Regions from separate parts of the Hordeum vulgare genome. Here regions 1 and 2 are each linked to region 3. The links are chromatin contacts, called in public Hi-C maps. All regions are on one chromosome and are shown on one strand. The core of a region is the stretch at or near the end of the contact, and the rest is flanking DNA. Distances in the headings are between cores, read along the strand shown.

What was found. A called contact is a pair of places that touch in the nucleus more often than the background predicts.
Region 1: a Hi-C map of leaf shows a contact between it and region 3, with 2.6 times the contacts expected there. The contact joins the enhancer-like site here to the promoter of LOC123427000 in region 3. A contact is called at or near these places in 2 of 6 Hi-C or Micro-C datasets (both in leaf).
Region 2: a contact with region 3 is called in a Hi-C map of leaf, with 2.4 times the contacts expected there. The contact joins the promoter of LOC123427019 here to the promoter of LOC123427000 in region 3. A contact is called at or near these places in 3 of 6 Hi-C or Micro-C datasets (leaf and seedling).

What each region holds. Positions count from the first base shown.
Region 1 is chr1H:129,177,794-129,182,152 of MorexV3_pseudomolecules_assembly, forward strand. No RefSeq gene overlaps it. Among protein-coding and RNA genes, the nearest start is that of LOC123426992, 310 kb to the left of the region's middle. Within about 2 kb of position 1,553, at least 2 of the 3 cell types and tissues checked have open chromatin away from gene starts, as enhancers often do. A contact at or near this core is called in leaf, where this site is marked.
Region 2 is chr1H:129,917,438-129,921,626 of MorexV3_pseudomolecules_assembly, forward strand. It overlaps LOC123427019, which reads right to left and starts at 2,203. Exons shown (of 2, transcript XM_045110953.1): 1 at 1,898-2,203; 2 at 1,629-1,803. The coding sequence starts at 2,203. The coding sequence ends at 1,669. LOC123427009 (MAR-binding filament-like protein 1) reads right to left here. Exons shown (of 3, transcript XM_045110942.1): 3 at 3,350-4,189. The coding sequence ends at 3,603.
Region 3 is chr1H:129,593,668-129,598,048 of MorexV3_pseudomolecules_assembly, forward strand. LOC123427000 (leucine-rich repeat extensin-like protein 4) reads right to left here and starts at 2,809. Exons shown (of 1, transcript XM_045110930.1): 1 at 845-2,809. The coding sequence starts at 2,568. The coding sequence ends at 1,342.

The sequences.
Region 1 (4,359 bases), core at 303-2,802, 420 kb before region 3:
AAAATTGTTCTTAAATTGTAAGGAATTAGAGAAAGTGTTCTACATGAAAAAGATGTGTCTCGTCGATATTTTCCCAACGCCGTATCATTTGCTTTGTTCCGATGAGCGGTTTGAATTTTTTTATGAAAATACGCTTGATGCAACTTGTAGGCAGCCACACCGTTTTTAAAATTCATTTAAAACCGCTAGGAATCCCAACAAATGACCAACATATGAAAGGTGAGCTTATTCCTCAGATTTCAACGCTATATCATACGCCTCGTTCTCACGAACGGTTTAAAAGCTGCAGCGAAAACAGTTAAAAAAACGATTTTTTTGAAAAAAAGAATTATATTTTTCATGAAATTCGAAATTACTCTCAAATCGTAAGGAATTCAAAAGAGTAATCTACATGAAAAAGATGCGAATCGACGATATCTTTCCAATGTCATATCATTTGCTTAATTCTGACGAGCGGTTTAGAAAAAGTCACGAAAATATGCTCGCTGCAGCTTGTCATGTGGGCATCATTTCTGAAACTGCTCTCAAACATCGAGGAATCACGAAAAATGTTAGAAAAACCGCGAACAAATTTGAAAGCCCGAAAAAAAATAAAGCTCGGACATTTTTCTGAATTTTGAGGACAAAATTTAAAACCGAGAACAATTTAAAAAAAACTGGAACAAATTTGGAAACGCGAACATTTTTTTAAAGCATGAATATTTTTTTCATCTTTAGAACAAAATTTTGAAGAGGAGAAACTTTTTGAAAAACCAAACAAATTTGAAAGCGTGAACAAATTTTTAAAGCACGACAATTTTTGGAATTTTGAGAATAAAATTTGAAACTGAGAAACGTGAACAATTGTGGAAGCGCGGACAATTTTGTAAAGCGAATCGTGGGAACAAAATTGAGAAAAGGAGAACAATTTTGAAAGCGCAAACAAAATTTTAAAGCACAAACATTTTTTAAATTTTGAGAATAAATTATAAAACCGTGAACAATTTTAGAGAAACGTGAACAAATTTTGAAATGAGAACAATTTTTTGGATTATGAATATTTTTTGAATCTTGCGAAGAAATTTTGAAACTGAGAACAAATTTGAAAAAGTCCTAACAAATTTACAAGAGCGATCAAATTTTTAAAGCACAATCATTTCTCGAATTTTGAGATGAGATTTTGAAACCGAGAACTATTTTGAAAAAGCTGAAGAAATTTGAAAGCGCAAACAATTTAGTAAAGCACAGACATTTTTTGAATATTGAGAAAAAAATTTGAAAAGGAAAACAAATTTGAATAGTAAGAACAAATTATGAAACCGAGAACAATATTTGAAAAATACAGAACATTTTTTAAAAATATATTTTTTTGAAAATCCAAAAACATTTTTTGGCACAGATATGGTAAGAAAAAAAGAAAAAAAGAAAAAAAAAACTGCTTCAAGGGACCTTCTAGAAGTTTAACAAAACGAGAAAAAACCTGCTGCGAAAGATTCCCAAAACTGGACAGTGCAAGCGCGCTAACTGTGCCAGATCGATCGTCTCCGACAAGACTTGGCACAATGCGTCAAATAGCATTTTGCGGCAGGGAAGGGCTAGCACACACACGGGGCTCGCCCTAACTTGGCCAGCCCAGCTTGTTTTTCGTCTCAAAAAATTTAATGTTTCTCATTTTTTCTTTTCTTCTGTTTCTCTTTTCTACTTGTTTCCTTTTTTTTAATTTTTGGTCCGTTTTTCTTTTCTTTGCATATCTGAAGCAAAAACATTTTTTGAATTTGAAGAATATTTTTTGAAAATTCAGAGCATTTTTGAATTCATGAATGAAGTTTGAAAAACAACAAGTTTTTAAAATTTTACTATTTTTTAGAAGCAAGAACATTTCATAAATTTCAAGAACAATTCGCAAACAAAAACTTAGTTAAGAAATTGTTTCTCTTTTGATATTTCGAACATTTTATGAAAATATCAAACCTTTTTTGAAAATACTGAACATTTTTGGAAAATCTAACATTTTTGTAAAATCTCGAATATTTTTTGTTGTTATGAACAATTGTGATAAACGACAACAATTTGAAATTAGGACATTTTTACAAAAAGCAAAAAAAAAAATCAAATTTCAAGAACAATATTCTATAACACATAACAGTTCTTGAAAATCACGAGTTTTTTTTTGAAAATCCAGACCATTTTTTTAAAAGCAAAAACATATTTCAAATTTGAAGATTTTTTTTGCAAATCCAGAACATTTGTTTGAAAAGAAAAAATATTTTATGAATCTGAAGAAGAATTTTTAAATATTACAACCATTTTTCGAAAATCAGAGCATTCAGAAAAATTCTTGAAATTCCAAAATATTTTTTAAACTGAAACATAGAAGAAAAAAAAAGAAACAAGAAAAAATTAAAAATGAAAGAAAAACCGGTTCATAGAATCTTTTAGAAGTTTTCTGAAACCGAAAAAACTGGCTGGAAAATCAGGGGCGATGGAACGTTAAGCAAGCCGTGCACAGCGGGCACAATCGTATCCTGTGTGAAGCCCAACACTGTTTTCGCAACGACCAGCGAATAGGCTTTCTCTGCGGCAAATTGTCGCCGCTTCGCACAGGTAGGGGCATGGCAAAATGGCCGGGCTGGCCGAGTTAAGCTTTCACTTTTATTTCTCTTTTTTCCCACTTTTTCACTTTAGTTACTTCTTTTCCATTTTATTTTTTTATTTTTTTATTTTTTCTCCTGTTCTTTATTTTCTTGTGTCTTCATCTTTCTCTTTTTTCTAAAAGGTTACTGCTTTAAAAAAATCAAAACTTAAAAAGCTTTTGTATTTACGAGCAACATTTATAAACGGAAATCTTTTCGAATTCCTGAAGGATTTAAAAAAAGGATGAACATTTTTTAAATATGTGAAAAATCCTTGAAAATATGATTTTTTTTCTTTGAAAGGAGGTGTATTTTATCAAATTTTGATATTTTTTTAAATCATGAATATTTTTTTTGGAAACACGGATGCTTTTAAAATTTATTATTCAAATTTATAAAATCGGAACATTTATTTAATTTCGGAATAATTTTTGAAATACACACACATTTTTGGAAAACATAAACAATTTGTTAGTTTATGAACAAATTTGAAAATAGGAGCATCTTAAAAACTAAGAACACTCTTTTTTTAAAAGAACATTTTTTGAAATTTCTGAACAAGTTTTGACGCGGGAACATTTTTGCAACACTTCTCAAAACAAGGATATTTTTTGAACTTACCTACATTTTGGGAAAAGGAAACCATTTTTTAGACAATTGTGACCAATTTATTCAAAAACGAATATTTTTTGAAATCGTGCAGTTTTTTAATACTAGAACAATTTTTGAAACACGATAATTTTAGAAAATATGAACACATTTTGAAAGCAAGAACATTTTTTGCAATTCCTTGTTATTTTTTGAAGCACAAACATTTAAACAGAAATTATGAACAGGTGAACATTTTCTGAAATTTAGAAAAAAGAAAATTTCAAAAAAACAAAATAGGAAAAGGAAAAAAGAAGAAATGAAGGAAAAAAATGAAAAACAAAAACAATAATTGTTTTTGACAAAAAACTATATTTTTAAATAATCCCTTTTATTACAGAAATATCAGACATTTTTCTAAAATACGAAAGATTTTTTGAAGTTATGATTTTATTGGAAAAACAAAAATTATTTGAAATTTGGAACATTTTTATAAAAGCAAGAATATTTTCTGAATTTGAAAAACATGTTTTCACTATATTTTTCTATATACATATTAAAATATATTTTTATATTTTTGAACTATGAAATATTTTTTGTACATTGTACAAATATTTTTTAAATTATATGAACATCTTTTTTGAACTATGAAAACATTTTTGTACAATTTATGAAATATACTTTTGAATTACATGAATTTATTTTTTACATTAGCGTAATAATTTTATGAATTTTTATATACACTTTCGTAAAATGTTTGACATTTATTTAGTTGTCACAAACGTTTTTTAGAAATATGATTAATATTTTTCTTACAAACGATTGGCATATTCTACTTTTTACAATTAAATTTTGAAATTTTACGTATACATTAGAAACATTTTCACGTTTATATGTATATAATTAAAGTATCTCGAAATATAAAAATAAAAATGTAATTAAAACAAGAAAACACTCATGATGTCAGCACGGCAGGGCACGTGGTTACTCGCCGGCCTAGTTCCTGTCCGTGCAAGCGAGTCGTGCCTAGGCCTAGGCATGGCATGGGCGGCATGTAGCCGCGCCCGAGTGCTATCGCCTAGCCAATGCAAGAGGACCCCTGAAAAAAGGGGCTGCTACGTGTCGGCCGACATATTTTTTCATAAAGATTCGTCGTCTC
Region 2 (4,189 bases), core at 953-3,452, 320 kb after region 3:
GACTCGAATGGGTTTTCCTCCGGAAACGGAATGAGAACAATGAGGTGGTGAGATATAAAGCAAGGCTCGTAGCACAAGGTTTTACGCAGAAACCCGGCATTGATTTCAATGAGACATACTCTCCAGTAATTAGTGGAACAACTTTCCGATATCTTATATCTATGGCACTACAAAATCGTCTATCCATGCAGTTGATGGACGTCGTGACCGCATATCTTTACGGGTCACTAGATTCGGACATATATATGAAGGTTCCTGACGGAATCTCTATCCCGAATAACAGTGCAAAACGCAGCATGTATTGTGTAAAGCTGAATAAGTCATTATATGGCTTAAAACAGTCGGGACGGATGTGGTACAACCGACTAAGTGAGTTCCTTCTTCAGAAAGGTTACTCCAATAGTGATGATTGCCCATGCGTCTTCATCAAGAAGTCCTCCACAGGATTTTGCATCATTTCTGTGTATGTTGATGATCTCAACATCATCGGCAGTGCACCAGACATTGATGAAGCAAGCAATCACCTAAAGATGGAATTTAAGATGAAGGATTTGGGTAAAACCAAATTTTGCTTAGGTATTCAACTTGAGCACCTTCGCTTAGGAATCATGGTACACCAAGCTACCTATATCCAGAAAATATTGGAGAAATTTAGTATGGACAAATCCTATCTATCTAAAACTCCTATGGTGGTTCGATCTCTAGACGTAGAGAAAGATCCGTTCAGACCGAGGGATGATGGAGAAGAGGTGTTGGGACCTGAAGTTCCATATCTCAGTGCTGTTGGAGCGCTTATGTATCTTGCAAATTGCACAAGACCTGATATTGCATTTGCAGTAAATCTACTTGCTAGACACAGCGCAGCTCTCACCAAACGTCATTGGTCTGGAGTGAAGAATATCTTTCGATATCTCCAAGGCACAAAGGATCTAGGCCTATTTTTCCAACTTCAGAGCAATGTGGACTCTAATATGATTGGGTATGCAGATGCCGGTTATTTGTCTGATCCCCATAATGCCAGATCTCAGACCGGTTTTGTGTTCCTACATGGTGGTACAGCTATATCATGGAAGTCTTCAAAACAGACTCTAGTGGCTACATCTACCAATCATTCTGAAATAATTTCATTATTTGAAGCATCATGTGAATGTGTATAGCTTCGCAAAATGATAAACCACATACAACAGTCATGTGAAATTGGTTCAATTGAATCACACACCATTATCTATGAGGATAATGCGGCTTGTGTTGCAGAGATGCAAACAGGATACATCAAGAGCAATATCACTAAGCATATTTCTCCTAAATGGTTTTTCTCCCACAATCTTCAGAAAAGCGGGGAAATAAACATTCTGCAAGTCAAATCATGCGACAACCTTGCTGATTTATTTACTAAGTCTCTACCAAACTCAACATTTCAGAAATATGTTCATGAAATTGGTATGCGGCGACTTAGAGACTTGCAGGCAACAGGTGAAGTCTTTCCTTAAGATATCCTTAATAACATCACATTATGCTATCTCTTTGTGAGTTTATGTTTCAGGTTCTCATTAAGTTTTCATGAAGAACTTTTTGAAGGAGAATCTTTTCAAGATGATAGCCCTATCTGGATGATCATGAGACGATTCTACATGATCAAGCGTAGATTATGGAGAATGTTAAGATTTATTACACCAATGTAATTAGGAAATCTACTTTTCCCAACCGTCGGACGGCTCTGTCCTCAACCGACGCCTCTCCCGGTCGTTCTGGAACCGGCGTCTCTTCACAAAGCGTCGCGTCTGTCCGGACGATATATAATCGCTGTAAACAGTAACGAATGATTAAGGAATCAGTTTTTCCTAAACAGTACCGACCACCTGCTATAGCCCGCACCGGCAGACAACCACCCACCCACCAGCCGAGGCGAAGCAGCAGAGCAGAGAACTAGCAGGGCCCTCCACCCGCAGCACACCTCACGCTCGGGAGACGCCATGCCTGCCTCGCCCTGCAAGTCCCCGCGCCCAACATGTGCCAGCCGCCCGCTGCTCCCAGCCGTCGATCCGCGTCCCACGGCGCCGAGCCAAACCTGCCCAGCCAGAGCCACACGCCACCGCGCACGTTGTCCATTCGCAGGTGAAACCGGATTCCACTCTACAGAATCTCCTCTCCTGGCCATCGGCTTCAGTACGCCCCATCTATACATCCAGAGAGCGGTACCCATTAGTTACAATTCAGGTAAGATAGGAAATGATCTTGCCTCCTTCCATTCCTTCCACAGAGATAGACTGCCCTTGTCGATATGGAAGGGGCATATTATTTGTCAGGTTTACCATACGTTCATATGGCAACTAGGTAGTGCTTGCAATGCCCATTGTGGAAGATTTGGACATTTCAAAGAGAACAAACTGGGAAGTACAACTGCAATAAAGTCAGCAAAAGTGGGTGCAACCTAAAGGCACCCTGATAACAAAGGAAAACGAGAATCACTTGAACATGGTGTGTTCAACCCAAACCATAGTTGCACATGCTAACATAGCGCTGTGGTCAAATGTATGGCGGTCCTACATTTAAACATTCTGGTGAAAATACTATAGGTGCAATTTTTCAATAATTACAACACCATGGCCGCATGGAATCAGGGATGGCCTATCCAGATCCGCATCATCCATACTAGAATAGACAAGTCATTTTGAAGACGAGAGATACCAAAAGAAGTCTTCTGAATCAAAGTACTCCCTCCGTTGTAAAGAAATATAAGATCGTTTATATCACTAATTTAGTGATCTAAACACTTATATTTATTTACAGAGGGAGTAGCAAATTCCTGACAAATGAAATGACAACATGTAATCAGGGAAAAAGACAGTGGGAAATTAACAATTTAGAAACACATAAATAATTCATTCAAGGATAATTGAGACTAACTATTCTGGAATCTTAAGACCAGATTCTGGCAAGATGCAGATAAATATATAACAATAGGGCATGTGATAAAACAGAAAGAACAGTATGCTAAGACCCAGCATGGAAAATTGAAAATAGTTGGAATGGTTTTCATATATAAGCAGCAGCAGACCAAGTTTTTGCAGCACCATATGTTTTGGGGGGAATGGGAGGTGAAAGGAAACTGCATACCTTTTGACTCCCGAAGTCTGGGAACTTTGTTCTTTCTCAAAATCCCAATGCTCACAAATCAAGCAGAAGATGTCAAGGCATTAATAAACTTCCTCCCGCCATCTCATAATTCGCACTTGAGTTAAATGAATCAGGAGAATGTAGGTTCATGATAAAAATGCAGAACATGAGACAGAAAAGTAAACAGTACCAGAATAGAAGCATTCCTAATGCTGGATAAGCAGATTGCACGTGCAGTTTGAAGTGTTTTAGTAAGAAGATAGCATGAGTCGCCATATTATAATTCATGACACACTCAAGACAACAACACATTTGTACACAGATAAACATACATTTGCAATTCCTCATAATCTAGAGTAGTCTAATATGCTAGCTTTCAAATGTTGGAAGTTAAACAAAAACATTTCTTATAAAGTGCTACCATTCAAATGTTGGAAATGAGAGCAAATGGAAGATTGATGGTAGATCACATGTTCTGATAATGCTTATGTTGATGGTCTGTCTTTTCTTCTCCTATAGATCTTCTTAGCAGAACGAGGAGGTACAGCATCAGTACTACTGGTATTTGGAACACGATCTTCCAGAGGTTGACTGAAATTTGGTGTTGGGCTTGCTTCCATAACATCTGTATTCTGTGACCCACTTGCAGTAATCTGCCTCCTCAGATATAACATCTCACCTTTTGCTGTGGCCAATTCCTCTTCAAGCTTTTTATTCCTGATTTCACTATTCTCTCTCTCCATCCCGAGCCTTTTAATAAGATGCTGAGCGTCCACCATATTTTTCTGAGCTTCGGCTGTCCTTTTCTTTTGCTCCAAAAGAGCCGCTGAAAGCACCTCTTTCTCTTCTTTAATAGCACAAATCCTGGAAACAGTGCTATCAAGCTTATTAGACAGAAATAATGTACTCTCATTCACCTCATTTAGTGAAACGGTGGCCTCATCCAAGTCTACATGAAGAGCTCTTCTAGCTTCAGATTCCACCTGTGATTGTTCCACCAATGCCTCAAGCTCCCTATTTAAAATAGAATTAATCTGTCGTTCTCGAACAAGCTCATCTGTTGCAGACTCTA
Region 3 (4,381 bases), core at 1,559-4,058:
GAGCTCGACCCCCGCTCCAGTGGCAGCTTCTTTATTTATCAATAGCAAGGGGTGCAGTAATCATTCTTGTCAGAGACCAAAACCCCACTGCAAAATGGCATAACCACTGGAGTAGTTTAATCCCGGAGCAGAAAGGGCCTGTAAAAGTTGGGTGCACGCTTAACCGCCGAAAAAGCGGCATAACGGTCGTATCTTACACCGGAAGCAAAGGGGATCATCACTCGTCAGCCATAACGAAGTTTGGAACCTGGCAAAACGAGACCAATGCCATTTTCAGGGTTTGGACAGTCAGACGTCCTTCTCTTCTCCTCATACGCGATTTTAGGCAGCCGTTTTGTTAGCTGCCAAAGTTTTTTAGCTCACGCCTCACACCCACATGGACATGGTTCTGACAACCGTTTTAGTTAGGCGACGCAAACCTTTGTCCCAATCAGATGCACAATTTTGGCAGCCACTCTGTTTCAATCTACACAATTTTGGCGCCCGTTTAGTTAGCCGCCATATCTTCTGAGATCATGTCTATCTCATATATTGTCCAGGCTCGACCGAATTAACAAGCACACCATGGGATGCATCAAAAGATAATCTACGCTCGGCTTAATTAACAAGCACTAACAAGCACACCATGTGATACATCAAGAGATAACAGTATAGGATAGTCATAGTATAGATTGTTATTATTTTGTATAGAGTCATAGTAGTATAGATATCATAATGTCACTACAAAATTTATAAGGGCAGAGTAACAGTTAGGAGACAACATTCTCCAAGAAACCCAACTAAATATCTCAATAATGATAATAATAATAATCAATAGCAGTAAGCAGCTGTGACACGAGAGGAATTCAGTAGGACAAATCTCTTGATGTAGAAACTTATCTCTGACCCTCAACTAGAGCTTAATCGAACTCAAAGTTACATTCTATACATCCCGCGTCACAAGAGTAGCATGGGATTTTCTCAATCTCAGCTTTAAACCCGTCTCCCTCAACCAGTTTATTATTCACAACCCAATTAGCAGCCATCAATCCAAGCTCGATTTGTTCCCACCTTTCAGATTTCCCCATCGCCATGCTCCAATCCTTTTCGCCATCGCCACCGCGCAAACGGATCGAAGACGACGACGCGGAAAACAGACACCAACCAATGCAAAAAAACAAGAAAAGGATATATGCACCACGTTCTTCTTTACGCCGGTAGCTATCAATCAAGAACTGGTAATCCACGAACAACAATGACCACGTACTTTTGTGACGGTGAGCTCCCCTCGCTCTTCCACACCGGCGTCGAGGGGTGCGGCAAGGGAAAGTGAAACTGGCAAACGCTTCTCTTGCCAAAGAATCATCGGTAGCGTGGAGGCGGCGGCGGCGACGCGTATGGCATGGGGTATACTGGTGGCAACGGGCCGGGGTATGCTGGCGGTGGGGGTGGCCGAGGTGGGACAAACGGCTTGCACTGGAAAGCTGCGCAGTCGACGGGTGGGCGGGCATAGAAAGCGGCGCACTGCTGCGGCATGCGCTGGGCGGGGCGGTCGGGGAGGCAGTTCCGGCGGTCGCCGTCGGCAGGCACGACGCGCGCGCAGGATGGCGGCTCGCCGGTGAAGAAGTTGTAGGAGAAGGTGAAGTTCTTGAGCCGTGGGAGGTCGCACACGGCCTCCGGCACGGTCCCCGACAGCAGGTTGTGCGCAATGTCGAACTGCTCCACCTTTTGCATCCCGGCCACCTGTGGCGGCAGCGGCCCTGCGAGGGCGTTGAAGCTGACGTCGAACACCGTCACCTCCCGGAGCATCCCGACCTCGGCCGGGAGGCACGAAGTGAGGCCGTTGTTGATGAGGAGGATCTCGTTGAGCGTGTCGGACATGTTGCCGAGGCTGGCCGGGAGGCAGCCGCCGAAGTCGTTGTTGGCGAGGACGATGACGGACACGGGCGAATTGCCGAAGTTGTCGGGGAGCTGGAAGCGGAGGCGGTTGTGGTTGAGGAAGATGGCGTCGAACGGGCGGTCGAATAGCTCCCGCGGAACGCCGCCCTCGAAGTCGTTGAAGCGGAGGTCGAGGAACCTGAGGGACGGCATCTGGAGCACGACGGTGGGGAACGCGCCCACGAAGCGGTTGTTGCTGAGGTCGAGCTCGTGGAGGAGGACGAGCCGGCGGAAGGTGTCGGGCACGAGGCCGCAGAAGCGGTTGGAGTTGAGGTGGAGCAGCGCGAGGTCGCAGAGGAGGCCGAGCTCGGACGGGAGGTAACCCGCGATGTCGCCGTGGTTGAGGTCGACCCCGGCGACGGCGAGCTCGCCCGACGACGGAGCGGGCGCGCAGAAGACGCCGGTGTAGCTGCAGACCCCGGGGCCCACCCAGTCGCCGGTGAGGTTCTTGGGGTCGGAGAAGATGGCCTGCTGCTTCCACGTCTGCAGCGCGACGTACGCGTCCCGCAGCCGCGGGCTAGGGAACCGCCAGGCAGGGTCCACCTCCACAGCCGCCGTCTCCCTGACTCCTTCCGCCCATACGGCACCGCCCCCGCCGCTGCCGGCGAAGGCGAAAAAGCAGAGGAGCAGCACCACCGCGGCCGTCCTCATCTAATCACCTAGATTTCTCGCAGAAGAATCCAGGAAACCAAACGGAGCCGCTCGGTGCGGCGCTAAGATTTGGCAGCAGTTGGGTAGTGGATGGACGGAGGAGGAGCGAGGACGAGGGGGGGGGGGGGGGGGGGGGGTGAGTGGAGGTGGAAGTGGGGAGAGGAAGACAGCTATGCCACAGCTCAGAGGGAGAGCGAGGAGGGGTGGGAGTTTCGCGGGGGACGCGTAGCGGGGGGGAGGGGGCGCGGCGGGGGGAGATTTATGGTGGGGGGAGAGGATTTATGGTAGGCTTGGGGTCCCCCGCATTTGTCTCCGGAATACAGTACTCCTACTACGGTAATTATGGCCCTGATAGCGTGGGTTCAGTGGTTTAGTGGACTCTACGGGACATGGCCAGAGGCGTGCATGATCCAAAGCTAGTACTACTTCTAATCAATCCACAGAGTAGGAATGTAATCGCGTCCATAATAGTAAGAGCAAGTACAATAAGGTAAAGTCAGTAGGTTGTAAGGAATAAAATATTATATTTTTGCTAAGTTGGTTGAGAGAGAAGAGGAGAGAGAAGGGAAGCGGACTTTTCGTGAAGAGCCAGCTCTAGCACGTGCTCCTAGGTACTCTGTGAGAATGAAAGATGGGCCATATATGATAAAAGTAGTATTCTTTTATAGCTAACTATTGTACAAGTTAGCTATAAGATGGGCTATAAGATGTCTTATAGCCAACAGTTGGCCATACTATTAACCATGCTCTAAGAGTGAAAAATCTGGAATTTGGATTGTTGGAGCACGTTCATCCATATGAATGTTGAGGAATTTAGAGCGGGCACCCCAAACCTCCTAAAAAAGACGGTCCTGTAAAAATAAAAATCCACACACACCTAAAACAAGCCTCAAATGCTTGAGCTAACTAGCACCCCTCATGTTTAATTTAGATGTAGAGCGAATACAAAAAGACCGGACGCGACTGCCAAGTCGGACCACATATTCCTAACCCATAACAAATTGCGCCAAATCGTCCTCCCGCTTCCCTTCATCCTTTTCCGCGTCCGAGCCCTTGTTGTCCGCTACCCTTGCTCTCGATCCTCACCGCCGATGTCGATCTGCCGGTTGATATGTTGTCCAGCCCGTCCCTGACTGTCGCGACCGAGGTTGCGTCCGCCCCATTCATCGGCGTCCCGTCGGCTACATCGTGCAAGCCGGAGAACATCGCACGAGACCGGAGGATGCGAAGATAGACGAAAGCCTCTTGAATGAGCAAGCGAGGATGACAACAACGGAACACGCGACAAGGGTGCAGGGGGTATGTGGCCCAGATGTAGGCAGAATAGGACGCAAGGATGATATCGGAGTACGCGGGCATGGATGATATCCAGTGAGTGACCCGCCTAGAGAGCGAGTGATCCCCCGCGAGCGTATAAGGGGCACATTTGCCAAGTCTGGTTGTAGATGCTCTTACATCACACTTCTGTGGCATCTAACATTCTTTTTGTAAAGTATGCACTAGGAACCATAAAGCAAACAAAGAAAATCCCCTTTAATAAGGGCAAGGACCCGAAGGTCTCTATTCCATATAAAAATATTACGGATTTATTAATTCTCATCTAGATGTGAATTAATAGTCTTATATAACTCCTACATTATCTCCTCACAATTCACAAATGACCCTCTAAATCCAACATTGTAGGGGTTATGTCTCATCTAGATGAAAGCTAGACACACCTACAACTCTGAATAGATGATGAGTGTTATTTTTAGACTCCTCTAACCAAAACCTCATCGTCCTCTAACCAATATCGTTGTTGGCGAGGACGATG